3 separate regions of the Zea mays genome follow, and regions 1 and 3 are each linked to region 2. Evidence: chromatin contacts called from public Hi-C data. All regions are on one chromosome and are shown on one strand. Each heading gives the region's core, a stretch centred on a gene start, on an enhancer-like site or on the middle of the called end of the contact. The rest is flanking DNA. Distances are from core to core; before and after follow the strand shown.

Evidence for each region. A called contact is a pair of places that touch in the nucleus more often than the background predicts.
Region 1: a Hi-C map of leaf shows a contact between it and region 2, with 6 times the contacts expected there. The contact joins the promoter of LOC100275495 here to the promoter of LOC103647333 in region 2. A contact is called at or near these places in 3 of 25 Hi-C or Micro-C datasets (ear, leaf and tassel).
Region 3: a contact with region 2 is called in a Hi-C map of leaf, with 8 times the contacts expected there. The contact joins the promoter of LOC103647342 here to the promoter of LOC103647333 in region 2. A contact is called at or near these places in 3 of 25 Hi-C or Micro-C datasets (ear, leaf and tassel).

The regions. Positions count from the first base shown.
Region 1 is chr2:176,891,794-176,894,636 of Zm-B73-REFERENCE-NAM-5.0, reverse strand. It overlaps LOC100275495, which reads left to right and starts at 1,523. Exons shown (of 5, transcript XM_035965397.1): 1 at 1,523-1,925; 2 at 2,339-2,438. The coding sequence starts at 1,619.
Region 2 is chr2:176,741,519-176,744,495 of Zm-B73-REFERENCE-NAM-5.0, reverse strand. It overlaps LOC103647333, which reads left to right and starts at 1,307. Exons shown (of 11, transcript XM_020548471.2): 1 at 1,307-1,896. The coding sequence starts at 1,705. It also overlaps the pseudogene LOC103649104.
Region 3 is chr2:176,971,140-176,974,037 of Zm-B73-REFERENCE-NAM-5.0, reverse strand. LOC103647342 (ABC transporter B family member 21) reads right to left here and starts at 1,532. Exons shown (of 12, transcript XM_008671883.4): 1 at 1,286-1,532; 2 at 1,095-1,149; 3 at 859-1,034; 4 at 421-642; 5 at 57-295. The coding sequence starts at 1,501.

The DNA.
Region 1 (2,843 bases), core at 274-2,773, 150 kb before region 2:
TTCTGTCGCCTGGCGCACCGGACAGTCCGGTGCGGATTTCCTTCCTTGTTTGGCGAAGCCGACCGTTGGCAGTCTTGGAGCCGTTGGCACACCGGACACTGTCCGGTGCACACCGGACACTGTCCGGTGCACACCGGACAGTCCGGTGCCTCCTTCTAGCCGTTGGCTCGGCCACGCGTCGCGCCCGGATTAAGCGGCCGACCGTTGGCCCGGCGACCGTTGGCTCACCGGACACTGTCCGGTGCACACCGGACAGTCCGGTGAATTATAGCCATACGCCATTTATTTCTTCCCGAGAGCAGCAAGTTCGCTTGAGCCAGCCTGGCACACCGGACACTGTCCGGTGTACCACCGGACACTGTCCGGTGCACCACCGGACAGTCCGGTGCACCCAGACCGAGCTGACTTTGGCTGAACAGAGCCATCTCATTTCCAATTCAATCTTTCCTGTTTCCAGCACTTGGACACAATACATTAATCCTCAAAACAATGTACTAAGTTTAGAAACATACCTTTTGACATGATTTGCACTTTGTCCACCATATTGCATAGATCAATACAAAAGCACTTGTGTTGGCACTCAATCACCAAAATACTTAGAAATGGCCCAAAGGCACATTTCCCTTTCAGGTAGCGCGGAGGGTGAAGCCGTGGTATCACCAGGTGCCCACATTAGGGTTTTAATATAGGTTTTTAATAGATTAGTATATATATATACCATAGTAATGCACGGGTATATGAATAGTTGTCTTTAATCAGGCTCTAATATTGTTTACTACTTCACACAACATGTACATGTATATAGGTTAAAGAAAAAACACTTCAATAGATGTGTGTATTTGAGTCGGGTCTGATGGGCTGGTCTAAAAGCACGAAAAAGTATGACCCAAACATGACACGCCCCGAAATAATTTTAGATCTATCCGGCCCAAAATTATGCATCAGGTCGTGCTTGGACCGAGGTCGTGATCTAGGACAGGCACGAGCACGACCCTTTTACGAGGGCACGAAATAGCCTATTTATAAACATGAAAAGGCCCATATTCATTTAGACATTCACTTTTAATAATGTAAATCATCCACTCAAATTTAGCTAGTCGCATGCTTAACCATGGAGATGAGGTGTCAACCACCTATTAGCTTCATGTTCTTTGATTTTAAAATTATAAAGCTTAAAATATTAATATATAGAAATATATTGAACTACCATACTACTACGAACAATTATCTATTCAAATAATTATATTACTTATATATATTATTCTTTCTATATATTTGTAGCAACATTTTTTAGGTTTGTGTAAATATATCGAGCACATACTCACGAAAAGCACGAGCAATTTTTCTAGTAGGTACGTAATATGTTTCCGACTACCCCTTCGATTTGGCTATGTTACATACAAAGATATGTTTTCCTCGAGCTAACCGTATGGTTTGTCTATGATTTTTGTACGAACTACTAGCAAGAGTGCACGAGCAAATTCAGCTGAAAATACAAAAGCGAGAAAATTAGCATAATCTAGGGCGCACGACACGAGCGGCTTGTAGAAACAAGTAGGCGAGCAACGTCAGCTATCCTTTCTTCCTCCCTCCCGTTTTCGTAGCATCCCATATTCCCATGTCATCTACCCAACCCATAGGCCATAGCTACCGGAAGATGAGAGCTCCAGCTCCTCCTGTTCCCGCGCTGCTCTCCCGCTGCTCCTCGCCTCCCTCCTCGGCCCCGCTCCGCCTCCTCACCTCCTCTCGCACGCCGGCCGCCTTCCGCCCGCCTCCGGCCGTCGCCCGCTCTGTCTCCGTCTCCGTCGATGCGCCGGCGGCCGCCACGGAGCCGGCTGTCTTGGGCGCGCCCTCCTCGATGCCGCGCCGTCGCCTCATCCTCCTCCGCCACGGGGAGAGCACCGCCGGGGGCCGCTCCACTAGAGGTATGCTCAAACGGCGGCGTCTTCGACAAATTGGCTGCGCGTGTCCAAGAGTCCGTGTGTGTCGATTTGATTGACCCTGCACTGGAAACTGGATAGGAAGGAGCATTGGATGCTGAGAAATGGATGCTTGTTTGCCGCACCCTAGTTAGTTTCTGCTAAAATGTTGTAGCTGTTGCCTCTAGCTCTGCGTTTTATTAGAGTAGGGGAATGTAGTGGTATCTTGTATAGTGCTGTGCTGGTGCATTGGCCATTTGGGCAAGATGAAATACTATAGGCATTATGTCTAATTGGTATACCAACTCTTTGAACGGGGGCTCCATTACTAGAAACACAAATGTGTTTTTTCTTGTGTGGTTGCTGGCCTCCTGCATTTCTTTGTGAAAAGCAGCGTGTAATATGTGTCCTGATGTCAGATCATGACAGACCTCTAAGCAAGGCTGGGAGAGCTGACGCAATCAGCGTTTCTAATAAACTCCAACAAATGGGATGGATACCGGAGCTTATCCTCTGCAGGTGTGTTCCAAGTTCCAATTTATGTAAGACAGTGAATCAATTATCATGAATTGTACTTATACCATATACCAATATAAATTATGGGAGCTTCATGGTGCAATTAGTCTCTGTTACCTAACTGAATGGGTTTGCATTTGTGTATTCTCTTTTTTTTTTGCAAATTCCGTTGTATCTGTTCAAATTTCTAATGATTCTTTCCTGAAAAGTTAATATAGGTATAGTGTCTCTTTATTGAATTTTATGGCTAGTTTGGAAACTTAAATCTCATCCGAGATTCCCGGAGAATAAGAGGATTTAAGTTTCCAAACTAGCCCTTATATCTTATTTACTGCTTGATTCGTTTTGTCGTTAGCTTTGCACTGAGCCCAGTTTTTTGGGTGGAAACCGGACCCAAAAAACATAAGT
Region 2 (2,977 bases), core at 58-2,557:
TTTTCTGCACATTTATTTGCCACTGATGAAGAAGGTGATTTTGCCGAGCTCTACATGTTCAAGTGGACAACGCTTCTGATCCCACCAACCACTATTTTGATCATCAACCTGGTCGGCGTGGTCGCTGGCATTTCCTACGCAATCAATAGCGGTTACCAGTCATGGGGACCTCTTTTCGGGAAGCTCTTCTTTGCGTTCTAGGTGATTGTCCACTTGTACCCCTTCCTCAAGGGCCTCATGGGGAAGCAGAACCGCACACTATGTCTTCGCATGTTTTTTTTGAATATATATTTTTTATAAATAACTGCAAATATAGATGCTGTTGGATTTAGATCTAACGGAGTAAAATATCTGCTTACACGTTTTCACCTATGTAACCATTATATATTAATATTTTGTATGTTGTTGTAACCCATCCCCACTCTTAGACCCTCATTAATGTGAACAATAACAAGGAATGGATGCCCAGGAATCAAGCTCATGCTGCTTAGGTGTATGGGAGGATAACGAGATGTGTAGTGCTCTTCAAGTGTGCAAGTGCGTCTATGAACTGTATGGTTCTTTGATTTTTGTTGTTCGCTGAGGTGCAAAGTAGGAAGAAAATGCGGCCCTAATCTTACAAGCGGGGAATGTATCATTTTTTGGTGCAACTAAAATATGTGGTGTTATTTTTTGTGTACTAACAATTTGTTGAATATTTTGTATACCGTTGCAACGCACGGGCATCTACCTAGTAGATCTTAAGGCTATAGATCTAAATACAAAGGAAGCACAATCCAAAGACCGTTAGTACAACATCAATGTTAAACATTTTTAAAATACTTTTTTTATTTCTTATATACATACACGCATACACGTATATACGCTCCTATTGGCGAGATAAGGTTGTAGTTGCCGTATTATTATTGCACTCTGTTTGTTAAACGAGATGCATGAAAGATAATAAGGTCCTGTTTGTTTATCTTATAAATTATTATTTAAATTAAATTACGATGGAATGGTAGAAAGGTAAATATCACTTTTGGGATTAATAGCTTATTTTAATTTATTTATGATGACAAAGTGACAATTCACTCCTCTACTATTTCACCATAATTCAATTTAGGAGGCACCCTAAATCTATGCGTTTCATGCGTGGCGTACGGCGGTGGAAACCTAAACTACAGTACAGATACAGATGCAGCAAAAAATACAAATGTTTAAATTGGTAAACTTTTGCAACTTTTGCGGGTCAAGTTATTTCAGAATTTATTTTAAACATACTACTACGAATACAAATGCAACTACGTGTATGCCCGTACGGATACGTACACGTACAGTTACTCAACCGCCGCTTCGGGCCCGACCTGTCTCCCTCTCCCGGCCCTCGACGCTCTTCCTCTTTCTTCCTCCTCGCGTCCTTCTTCCCTCGCTTCCGTTTCCTTTCAAACCCTAAGTCCGATTACCCGTTCAAAACCCTAATCCTAGCTCCCCAGCCTCCTCCCCACTGCGTCCCCACACTGCTCCGCGTCATACCTCGCGACTTCCGCGCCCCCGCGCGCCCGGCCCTCCCACTCGGCCCTCGCGGACCTAGGGTTTCTCCCGGGCCGGAGCTGCTCGTTCGTTCACTGCCTTTGGGCGAGCCGGTGCGGGCGGGTGGTTGGGCGAGGAGGTGGTGGGCGGAGATGAGATGAGGTTGCAGCGGCTGTGGGGGCGGTGTGAACTATGAGTAGGCTCTCGTTCAGGCCGCGGCCGCTCGACATCCATAAGAAGCTCCCCATCCTCAAGTCTGTGCGGGAGTTCGAGGATGAGGAGCCAGGGGTCGCGCCGCTTTCTTCTGCGAGGGCTGGGGTGCTGCTGCGGCACTCAGGAACTGAGCTCCCCGCGTCTGGGGCGAACAAGACGACAGAGGGCGAGGTATTTTGCAGCTTCAGTTTGAGCTTCAGCAATGTTAAATGATGGACCTTATTACCTCATAGTGTTTGTTTCTGTGTTGAAGTGACATGAATTGAGCTTTCTTCTGTGCTTGAATCCTCATTTCACCAACTAAGCTTTCACAATGTGCGTCATGTGTCTGTACTGTTTGCTGTAGTTGTTGTCTTAGTGACCATAGGCCCATAATGAAAATGTGAAATGAAACTATGAAAGGGACCTGATTAGACTGCAGGTTGTAATATCATGTAATCACTCCAATCCTAATGATGTTCGGACATGCCAATTAAAGTTTACTAGCATATCGATAACATGCAGCGTGACTAAATTTACGTGGATAATGTAACAAAGTATCTCTTAGGGCCTGTTTGGATCCTATGAGTTGAAACCAATATGTAGAAAGTGCTTCCCATTTCATTATTAGATTACTTTCCAGCTCCTCTCAATTCTTGGGAACCAACCATGGCCTTATGTTAAAATTAGCTAGAAGTAAGGCTTTTCTGGTGGAATGATACAGGCTGTATCCTTAATAGCTTGTTACACACATTTCTTTATGAACCTATCAATACCACTCACCTTTAGGTCCAAAGAGTCGTTAGTGAAGTTGTTGCTGTTCATACTTTCATTTGTGTACACCACATTTATAAAAGGTCAAACCTTTATCAATTAATCTATTTTGAACTCATTGTCTGGTTCTCTTAACTGGAATTTGGATACACATGGGTTGTTATTTTTTGGACAATAGTTCAGATATTGACATATTGTACACTAATTTGTTGGTGCGCATTTCCAACAAAATTATTTTTATCTCCGTCTAATTGAAACAATAGTGATGTTTTATTGTGCCCTTTTTCTTAAATGTCTTGTCCTTGGAAGAATTCAAAATCGTTACTTTGCTAGGTTTATCTGATTGTATATATTTCTGATCAGTTTAAATTATGTATGGGCTATTCTGCTGTTACAAGAAAACATAGTCTGATGTGGGCTTCTCTAACTCCCTCACCTAAACCAATATGTCCACGGTACATCTAGTGGACTGCTACTATTTGTTTCAAAGGATGCTGGA
Region 3 (2,898 bases), core at 283-2,782, 230 kb before region 2:
TATTGTCATTGTCATTGTTCGTTTAAGAAAATTTTAAATGATAACAGAAATCTTACATTGCTCCGATCATGACAGACATGATAACAGAAATGACCATGCCACCATTGTAACCTCGCTCGACTATCAGCTTAGATCCATACCAAACAGCCAAGCCATAACTTGAAAATAAGATTGCTATCACAGAACCGAATCCAAGGGCATTTACAGCACCTTCTTGCAGAGAAGACCGGTACGCCTTTCTTATGAACATGTTATATTTTGTTATAGCCTGATTCTCGCCATTGAATGAAACAACCTTCAGATAAGCATGGACAGATAAACCAGGTAAGCAGGATATATATCAGGAAGTTACTGGTGATGATAGTAAATGAATAGACAAAACAAAAAAGGAAGAAGTGTTTGCTAGCTAATAGCACAAACCGTCCTAATGGCACCAAGAGTTTGCTCCACCACGTTTCCAGCATCACTGTAGTTTGCTTGCATTCGGGTGGAGAGCCCTGTCATCAACTTTGAAACAATTGCACCGGCAATGGCAATCGGAGGGACGCTTGAAAGCATGACAAGGGCCAGGAGCCATCCTCTCGTGAATGCAATGATGAATCCACCAATGAAAGTAGAAAGGAGTTGTATGGCCTTCCCAACCTAAAGAGAATTTGACAGAAAAGGTTTTCGGGAAAAAAATAGCATCAAACGATGCCCAAATTGATGAGATAATTTTGGGTGCAATCTTCACTCGGTACTAGAATAGTAGTCGTACATATTGTCCATATTATTAAACCCGTAGGAATTAAGTTTATCTGTTTGCAGTTCACCTCTTGCATAATATATAATCTCAAAGCATATATATATATATAGTACCTTTTCTCCAATGGCGTCTTGGATGAGGAATGTGTCCCCTGCCATCCTCTCAACTGCCTGCCCAGCACTCATTTCCATGTCAAAGAACGCAATGTCCTGCCTCAGAATTGCCTTGAGATACATGGCTCTGATTCGTGCCGCCTGTCTTTCTCCGGCGATTGTCCAACATGATACCTCTAGGGAACATAAAAGTCATCAACATGATACCTCTAGGTTGGAAGAGCAAATCCACTTACGGAGGGTTGAAGCTACTCCTGATCCAACGGCAAGATAAACGAAGTTCATGATCACCTGAGACGAGAATGGGGCTTTGGTCAGAACCATCACCCTGACGTAGCAATCACCAATCGTTTCACCCCTGGCAGTAGCTTTGGGCCGAAGCGTGTCTTATGGGCCAAAAGCAAAGTGCAAGAGGGCACACAGCTACCTGGACGACCCTGCGTACGACGCCGTCGGTGGCTCCGGAGCCGAAGGCGTCAATGACGTCGCCGAAGATGAAGGCCATGATCGGCTGCACCATCCCGTTCGCCACCGCGGCGACGGCGCCCACGGCCATGAGCGCCGCGTCCGTCCTGTCCGCGAACACGAACAGCCGGTGCAACGCCACGCGCCCCGCCGCCTTCTCATCCTCCCCGGTAGCCATGGGTTCACGGTAACAAAATAAAAACCGATTGCGATACTATAGGATTTTTTAAAACGATTCCCACGATACTTACTGCTTTATTTATAGAGAGAGAGGTGTATTTATTTCCAAACCTGTTTCCGTATATATAGAGAGAAATACTCCGTCCCATAAAATAAAATAAAATAAAATAAAGCTTATATCTTTTTTGACAAAGTTTTTAGAGTGAAACTTTGACCATTAATTCTTTTAGGCTATGTTTATAACCACTAGAGCTAATAGTTAGACAGCTAATAAATTGTTAGCTGGGTTGAGCCAACTAATGAACTGATTGTTAGTTGTGAGATAGCTAACAATTAGCTACGGTATTAGTGGATGGTGTTTGAAATTTAACAACAATTTTTTAGTAGCTAACTGTTAGTTTTAGAGGTTCCAAACAAGACCTTAAAATATCACATCAACAAAAAACAAATTAAACATCATATTAAAGTTTTTTTAATACAAATTTAACTATATAATATGCAGACAATAAAATATATGTTTTGTTGCTCAATTTTTGGTCAAAGTTCTAGAATATTGATTTTTCTAAAAAAACATAGGCATTATTTTATTGGAACAATTGGATCTATACCATTAAAAGATCCAAACTTTAGATATATACCATGGACCCCACATGTCATTGACTCATGTGGACCCACATGTAAGTGAGATAGTAATGGTATGGATCAAAAGTGGTGATCTTTTAATGGTATGGATCCAAATTTCCCTATTTTATTAGATGGAGGCAGACATGGCCCCACCTCCCTCAAAATACAGAGGTCCTACGCTCCTACTCCACTGGATGACTGCCTAGCGTAGGTAAATCCCTGTTCTCCCTCAAAATACATGGGCCCCACCTCCGCCTGCCTCCTGCGGTCCTGCCTGGTGTCCGCCCCCGCGATCGCCGATCGGCGATCGCTCCTGCCTCATGGTCTCTTGGACGGTTGCTAGCCTTCTGCTCTTGCCGGAGGCTCGGCGCCTGGCGTCTGTCGTTTGCCGGTCTGCGCGTGGACGCCGTCAGCCCGTCACGCCGCCAGTCGCCTCCTCCTATGGACTGTGGTTCTGTACTTGTGTTTCCAGCGGTGCCTGCTTCTGCTTGGCTGCTTCCGTGCTTGATTTTGAATTGAATGCCAGCAGCCAGTGGACCAGTGAGGCAGTGATAGGAAGCACGAAGGTAGATTGCTGCTTGCTTAATAGGTATTTCTTGTACATTGCAACTTTCTTTGTTTTTTCACTAGTTTAATTTGCTTTTATTTCTAACCAGAGCCAGTGAGACAGTGATGAACAATTGATTGATGAATGCTATTGCATATTGTTGGTCTAATCTAATTAGACTAATTTAAGGTAAGAGATTAATAATAACCGTACTATTTAGGACA